Regions from separate parts of the Mus musculus genome. Here region 1 is linked to region 2. The links are chromatin contacts, called in public promoter capture Hi-C maps. All regions are on one chromosome and are shown on one strand. The core of a region is the stretch at or near the end of the contact, and the rest is flanking DNA. Distances in the headings are between cores, read along the strand shown. Region 1 holds the start of Cbln3 (cerebellin 3 precursor protein). Region 2 holds the start of Pabpn1 (poly(A) binding protein, nuclear 1).

What was found. Promoter capture Hi-C pulls out the DNA fragments that hold promoters and counts their contacts.
Region 1: a promoter capture Hi-C map of pre-B cells shows a contact between it and region 2, with 3 times the contacts expected there. The contact joins the promoter of Cbln3 here to the promoter of Pabpn1 in region 2. A contact is called at or near these places in 3 of 39 promoter capture datasets (cranial neural crest, liver and pre-B cells), 2 of 484 Hi-C or Micro-C datasets (CD8 T cells and pre-B cells) and 3 of 9 other capture datasets (adipose tissue, embryonic stem cells and liver).

What each region holds. Positions count from the first base shown.
Region 1 is chr14:55,881,549-55,885,571 of GRCm38.p6, reverse strand. It overlaps Cbln3 (cerebellin 3 precursor protein), which reads left to right and starts at 1,316. Exons shown (of 3, transcript NM_019820.3): 1 at 1,316-1,660; 2 at 1,986-2,105; 3 at 2,395-4,023. The coding sequence starts at 1,385. The coding sequence ends at 2,592. It overlaps Khnyn (KH and NYN domain containing), which reads right to left and starts at 630. Exons shown (of 8, transcript NM_027143.3): 1 at 430-630.
Region 2 is chr14:54,891,689-54,895,496 of GRCm38.p6, reverse strand. It overlaps Pabpn1 (poly(A) binding protein, nuclear 1), which reads right to left and starts at 1,354. Exons shown (of 7, transcript NM_019402.2): 1 at 1,003-1,354; 2 at 535-649. The coding sequence starts at 1,341.

The DNA of each region.
Region 1 (4,023 bases), core at 67-2,566, 990 kb before region 2:
AACAGGGCTAGCTGGGGTGGGCGACTGGCCAGAGAAAACTGATGACCACCGCCCTGAGAAGGGACGAGTTGAGAGGGCCTCCAGCTCATTTTGAGGGTCACAAGAAGTGGGTGGTTTGAGGAAAGAGTCCCAGAGCTGAGAGGTCTCGGATTTTTTGAGTAGAGGAGGGCCTCTTGGGAAATGAATACGCGCCAGAGGCTCTAACAGTGTAGTCCTGGGGTGGGGGTTTCCCCTATCCGCCTTATTCCTTCACTAACCACTCCCACCTCCCCGCCCCCGCCCCCCCTCCTCGTTTGTCCACTGTCAAGCATCCCACCCGGGGCCCAGGGGCATAGCCCGCCCTCCCACAGCCTGCGGCGGCCGCCCCCAGCCCGACCACCCTCCCGCCACGGCCTTCAGCTCCCGATCGCCCGGAAGGGGGACGCCTACCGCCAAAGCCGCGAGTTCCGCCCGCTCCTCTAGGTGCCCGCGGCGGGGGAGGAGGGGCCCGCGTTTCTCCCGCGCCCCAGGGGCCTGGGGCTGGGAGCCCGAATCTGGGAGGGCCTTCTCGGATCCTTCACCCAACCTAGACTTCTCTCGTCAACAACGCGTTGTGGCTTTGGAGTCACTTTCCGGCCCGGGGCGGAGCCAGCTCGGCTCCTCCCCCGCTAGGGCCGCACTGGCCAGGGCTCGGGGCAGGGCTGCGCTCCTCCTCCCCGGCTCGGCCTGCTGTCCTGCTGCCGAGCGACCCGCCCTCCACATCCCCTGCGGGGCCTACCGGGTCACAGACACTCACCCCACCCCCAACGCCTCCTGCCAACTCTCACGTTCGCCTCCAGTTCCTGGGGTCCTTGGGAGTTCTGCAGTTGATGGTTCCAAGAGAAGTGACTGGTCCAGAGTCACAAGAGAATCCTGCCCTTGACACAAGCACTTTCACCAAGTAGATAGAGTTGGGGGAGTAGGGGGGGAAGGGGGGGGAGATGAGGACACACACCTTGCCACAATAAGGAAAACCCCATGGAGAAAGACTGAAAAGGAGAAGATGAGAAAGGAATTGAAGAAATTTTGTTTCGTGTGTGTGTGTGTGTGTGTGTGTGTGTGTGTACACACCCTTGTGTGGCTAGAGCCCTCATATCCTCTCTCCATTCCTCTTCTCCCTCCCAGGGCCCAACTGCTGTCACTCCATGCTCTGCCAAGGAGGAGGGATCCGCAGAGACAGCAGTAGTAAGGCCAGGCAGAGCTGTGGGACACAAAAAGATACAGGGAGGGGAGTGCCCGGGCTAGGTGCCAGACTCACAGAGGACAGCAGAGCAGGGCAGGAGTACTGAAGCCTTGAAGCAGAGGGGGGAGAGCCAAGGGGACAGAAGACAGGAAAATCTGTGAGTTACAGAGGCACCTAGCAAGGATGGGGACGGAATGGCACAAACCCAAGCTGTCCTTGGCCCTGGTGCTTCTGACCCTGGAGGCTGGGTGGGCTCAAGAAGGGTCAGAGCCTGTCCTACTGGAGGGGGAGTGCCTGGTGGTCTGTGAGCCAGGCCGACCTACTGCAGGAGGACCTGGGGGTGCAGCCCTGGGAGAGGCACCCCCAGGACGAGTGGCGTTTGCTGCAGTCCGAAGCCATCACCATGAACCAGCAGGAGAAACCGGCAACGGTACCAGTGGTGCCATCTACTTCGACCAGGTAATCCCTCTGCCTCTGTCCGGAAGACATGCAAGGACCTGGACTCTACTGTCCAAGCCCCTTTGCATCCCTCGGACTCCAAGGAAACCATTACCTGCATCTCTTGCACCACCTTCCTCTAAGATGGCCACTGACCGTTGGTTGGCCTTCTTTCATTCATACACACAGCACCGTAGCCCTTCCTCATAGTTTTTGACTCTACACATTCCTGTCACACCCGTTTGCCACCCCTTCTCTCCTCACCCACTGCACAAATGCCAACCCAGTGATGCTCCTGAGCTCCCGGCACCCAGAATCCCTCTCAACACAATCTGCTTCCCCACAGGTACTGGTCAATGAGGGCGAGGGCTTTGATCGGACCTCGGGCTGCTTCGTGGCCCCTGTCCGTGGAGTCTACAGCTTCCGATTCCACGTGGTCAAGGTGTACAACCGCCAAACTGTCCAGGTGACCTAAGTGCCAGTCCACCTCCGGGGGGAAGGGAGGGTCATAGTGGACCGCAGCACATCCCTGGATAGCCCTTCTGTTGGACCTGTATCCCAGGGACCAGGAGCAAGGGAGGAAAGGCTAGCAGGGTATGGCAGATGTACAGAACCCAACACTGGCCACCCCTCAGTGCTCACTGGAGAGCCCACTGACCCTCAAGTTCCCAAAAGAAAACTCTTGGGAGGATGGGGGGCGGGGTGTCCTGAGCTAAGGACTAGGACATAGATGCTAACTGGGCTCCCCTCCCCAGGTGAGTCTGATGCTGAACACATGGCCGGTCATCTCAGCCTTTGCAAATGACCCTGATGTGACCCGAGAGGCAGCCACAAGCTCTGTGCTGCTTCCCCTGGACCCGGGGGACCGTGTGTCCCTGCGCCTGCGTCGGGGGAATCTTCTGGGTGGCTGGAAGTATTCGAGCTTCTCAGGCTTCCTCATCTTCCCACTCTGAGGACCCAAGCCTTTAAACGGAGATGTCTAGCATCTTTCTGCCCTTCCCTGCCCCAGAAACAAAGTATCTTTGGAGCAAGAGAAAGGCCCCCTCCAGGCTGCCTACGGCCCACCTCCTTGCATGAGATCATAGTTAAACACCCAAGGCTAGGAGCAGAGCAGAGCTACGGAACCTCTAGACAAAACGCCTCACTCAGGTCGCCCTCCCAGTCTCCTGCTGCCCCTCCTGCCCCTCCGCAGCTCCAGTTTAAGGCAGGGTTTGCTAAGAGGGAAGCTTGCACTTCTTCACAGACTCCACTCCTCCTGTTCTCCACCCCAGCTTCCTGCTCAGCGCTATTTGGTGACAGGTGGCGCAGGTAAGCTTGACAGGCTCCCACAGGGGCCCAGATGGACCAGCCTCATAGTACCTGCGGGCTCCATCCTGTGAGGAATGCCAGCAATGAGAGCTCTCGGCCAGCACCCTGTGAACAGGGCTGACAGCTCAACCACAAAAAAGCAGTGTGGGGAAGGCCACAGAGCATCCGTAGCTGGAGAGACAGGATGGGGCCATGTGCCTACCCTGAACATGTAAACATTCTGCAGGTAAACTGGGACAGTCAGAAGGCAGGAATCCTGCCGTCCATCTGTGCCAGGTCCCAATGGACTCTGGCCCTCATTGCCTGACCAGAGGCTTGGGTGTGTGTGTGTGTGTGTTTGCTCTGGCTAATAGGGGAAACTAGAGCAGGTATACAGACCTGGAGGCAGAGTCAAAGGTCACGAATGAGTCATCAGTAACCACATGTCCTCTCCCTCAGCCACCTCCTAGAACTGCCCCACCTTGGAAATCTGAATTTCAGTCACTCCCTACTCTTGATCGACATGTAGTTCCTCCAGCTGTCTCCCAGCTAATTTCCCTGTAGTCTGCTCCCCCCCCCAAACGCATCGTTCTTCCTCTACTTCTACTACTGTCTTACTCTTCTTTTAAGGTCTCCTGTTACCTGGGAGTCCATGACTCATCTCCCCCAACTAGTATCCCACCAACATCAGAAACTCTTTTTACCCAGTTGTCCCAATGGTCCAGCATGAACGGACCTACCTAGAACAACTGGGGAGCTGCGGCTGTTAAAACAGTGACTTGTCCTGTTCGTGAGGGTGTGAAACAGGGACTGCAGGACTACAGCATGCTGAAGAGAAATAAATTCAAAGCTGGGCATAGCAGTCAACGTTTTTAAAGTGCTATAATATAAAGTACTCGTGCTAAATAAATACCAGGGCAAGTTTGTGGTTTTTTGTTTTGGTTTGGTTTTTGGTTTTTTGAGACAGGGTTTCTCTGTATAGCCCTGGCTGTCCTGGAACTCACTTTGTAGACCAAGCTGGCCTCGAACTCAGAAATCCGCCTGCCTCTGCCTCCTGAGTGCTGGGATTAAAGGCGTGTGCCACCACACCCGGCAAG
Region 2 (3,808 bases), core at 105-2,604:
TAGTAGGTTTCAATATACATTAGAGAAACTACCTCTTAAAAGACCATAAAAAACGGTGTTAAGATTTTACGTTTTTCAAGTCGAGTCTCTATTCAGCTTTAGCTGAAATGCCTCAAAGCAAACAAAACAGAATGGACTGAAATCTAACATTTTTAAAGAACTCCCTCCCTTACAGCCACCAGTCAGTTCCTAAGTCCTAACTAAAGGGTCTCCAACTGAAAAGTGTTAAGACTTGAAGGTCAAATGCCAGCTGATAATCGCCCCAAGAAGGGTACAGACAAACTAAGAACAAAGAGAAACACATTTATAAATGAGACAAAGGAAGGCACAAGACTATCTCTTCACCAAAACGGCTTGTGTCTAACAAAGGTCAGTAGAACACGTAATGGACTATGACCACAGCACCTGCCCAGAAAAAATTGCTCAGACGAGCAGCTTCATTCAAGGTCCCCGGCTTCTGCCACGCTGCAGTCTTCCCCCACTACCCTATCAACCAAAGATCCGGACTGTGCGTGCATGAGGCGATCTACTCACCATTGCCTGGGGGTGGACTCATATTCATCTGCTTCTCTACCTCGTTTTGTAGCTCCTTTAGCTTCTCAGCCTCTTCCTCCATCTCCCTGACTCGAGCTTTGATCGCTTCTAGCTCCTACAATGAATGAGCAGGGCATGCAGTTAACCAGACGCAGGGGCTGTGCCGTACATTTTGTCTGGGCCCGGCCACAGCCGTGCTCGGCCATTTCCCTCGCCTCGTGCGAGGGTCGTGATTGAAATAAAAAATATTATTTAAAAAAAACACGCAGAAAAAATGAAAAGAGTCAATTTACCTTCTCTAGAGCCACCCTAGACACCCATGATGCCCCACCAGGCCGCTCACGAACGGCCTCGGCCCGCCACCAGCCACGTTATTCCCCGCCCAACCCCACCCCCCGCCTGCCTGCCTCCTGTCCGTGCTCTGGGCCTCCCATGACCCGGCCCGCTCGCTCGCCCTCCTCCCCTCACCGGGTCCTCAATGGCGCCGTCGCCGGGGTCGGCCTCAACCAGTCCCGGCTCTTCCTCCTCCTCCTGACTGCCGGGGGCTCCCGAGCCGGGCCCAGGACCCGGAGCTCCCGGAGGGGCGCGGGGCCGGGGCGGCTCCTCTTCGGGCTCGGGCTCCGGCAGCAGCTCCCCAGGCTCCAGCTCCTCAGACTCCAGGCCGTTCCCGTAGTCCCCTGCGCCCCCCGGGTCCCCCTCCCCGGCCTCCCCACCGGCCCCGGGCACAAGATGGCGCCGCCGCCCCGGCCCGGAGCCCCGACCGCCCGCAGCCCCCGCTGCTGCTGCCGCCGCCGCCGCCGCCGCCATCGCCGCTCAGACTGGGGCCCGCCGATCGGCGATTGGAGAACTGAGCCGGCCACGCCGAGGATTCATTAGTCAGTCAGCCTGCCCGTTACCCCGAGCTCGAATACTATTGGGGAATTCTACTTGGCAATCAAACGAGGCCCCACCTCTAAGGCGGGCCACTGTGCCAAATTCTCTAAACCCGGTAGGTGAAATATGCCTGTCAATCAACACACCCCACCTCCTGTTGAGTCCTTAGGTAACAATACGCCCGCACTGTGACGACCTTCCGTTCATCCTCCACCCATGGGCGGGCCCACAACATGGAGGATGCTCCGCAATTGGCCTCTGACTGGTGAGGCGAAAAGGACCAATCTTCCAAACGCCTCACCGAAGTGGCCCATTCTTGGATGCCGATTGGCTTATGGGATTCGACGGGCAGACACCCGTTGTGCGACAGGTGAACCTTGCTCTCGAAAGGATGGCCTGGCTTAAAACTAGGGAATTCCTAGGCGGAGTGTGGTGGCGTACGCCTTTAATACCAGCGCTCAGAAAGCGGAGGCAAGTAGATTTCTGTGAGTTCAAAACTAGACTACTTACAGAATGAGTTCCCAGGCCAGTCAACACTACATAGAAAAGTAACCTCAAAAATAAAAAAAAAGTAAGGATCAGCAAACCTCACTCCCACTAGGAGTTGTGTCCCGTTGTTCTGCATAGGTTATTGTTTTAGACTAAGATTCAGCCAGTTTTCTTGCCTAACTTATTACAACACCCTCTTTTTCTTGGCCAGCTGACGTGTCAAAAATTCCTTACTTAGGGCTAGTTTGCAAGTATGGTCTCCACACTTTCCCCGGTTTACCCGAGGTTCACAGCTTTAGTCCCATATGTGCAGTTTCTCCTAAACCAGACCACCTCAGTGAGAATGCCTTCCACCAGGTTTCCCATTTTATCTTGAGACAAGTGGGCCTATTTCCACTGCACTCTTAACCGTTCTGTGCTCCTTCCTAGCTAAGCAGAGTGCCCGCAGACAAGGGGCCAAGTCCTGTTTATATTTCTATCCGCAAATTTGTGTGATTATTGGGTGACTGCAACTTCTAGGTGTAATTTCCTAGCTTCCAAACCACTTTGAAGACCACTGGGGGAAATTCTCCATGCAAATTCTCAAGACAGCTCTGCACCTTCAAATAACCATGAGATCTGGCCCTGGAGACGATAGTATGATACCCACACTCCAGAAGAAATTCCACACATTTATAAAAATTAAAGAACAGTAGTGCTAAATCTGCAAGAGGACGGACTTTTTGTAGACAGACCAAACTACAAGTCTGAGGGATAGATTCATACAAGCACAATCAAAATGGCTAACTTGGTCGCACCAGGGGAGTGGGGCAAAAGCAAAGTCGGAAGCACAGCTGATTGACCCCACAGTTGCAGGCCTTACCTCAGAAGCTTGGGAGCTGGAAGCAGAGTCGCACTCTTGCTGCGGATCCATCTGAACTGAAGTTGATCACCGAAGTCAGGCACCAAATGCGTTCCAAAGAACCTTACACCGATTCCAGCCAATTCAAAATCTGAAGGGTTTGCTGGCACCCAATTTAAGCAAGGTTAACTAAGGGAAATGTGATTACCAAATGCCTTCGTGTGATGATGGTGGTGTTTGGAGACAGGATCTAACTGACTGACTGACTGGCCTGAAACTCAATTTATAGTTTAGGCTGACCTAATCTCACACAGACCCCACCTACCTCTACTCCCTAAACCCTGGGAATAAAGGTGTGTGCTGCCACACCCATCTGTTAAATAACCTTTGCAAAACCATATTCCCCTAAATCCTTTAGATTGAATTTTGTTGTTTGATACAGGATCTCTGTGTAGCCCTGGCTTTCCTTGATCTCTCTCTGTAGACCAGCCTGGCTTTAAACTCCCAAATGCTGGGATTAAAGGCATGCGCCACCACCATTGCCCGGCTGTGTGTTTTTTTGTTTGGTTGGTTTTTTTGTTTTTTTTTTGTTTTTGTTTTTGTTTTGAGACAGGGCTGTATTATATAGTCTGGCCTTACACCTGAGATCCTCCTACCCGAGGAGCATGCTGAGGTTATTATTTTCCTCTCAGCATTGTGATACACATGTGTAATCTTAGCACCTGAGAAGCTGAAGCAGAAAAACAACCAGGAGTCCCAGGCCAGTCTGCACAGTGAGTAACTAGAGTCACACGCCTTTAATCCCAGCACTGGGAGGCAGAGGCAAGTGGATCTCTGTGAGTTTGAGGCCAGCTGGTCTATAGGTTGGGTTTCAGGACAGCCAGGCCACAGAGAAACCTTGTCTCAAAAGCCACAGCTCTTGATATTCTTACAGAGGAGCTGAGTTCAGCTCTCTGCACCTACATGCTCACTCCACCCGTAACTTCAGCTCTATCGAATCCAACACCTTCTGGCCTCCACAGGTACTAACACACATGCACATACTCTCTCCCACACACGTATACATTTTTA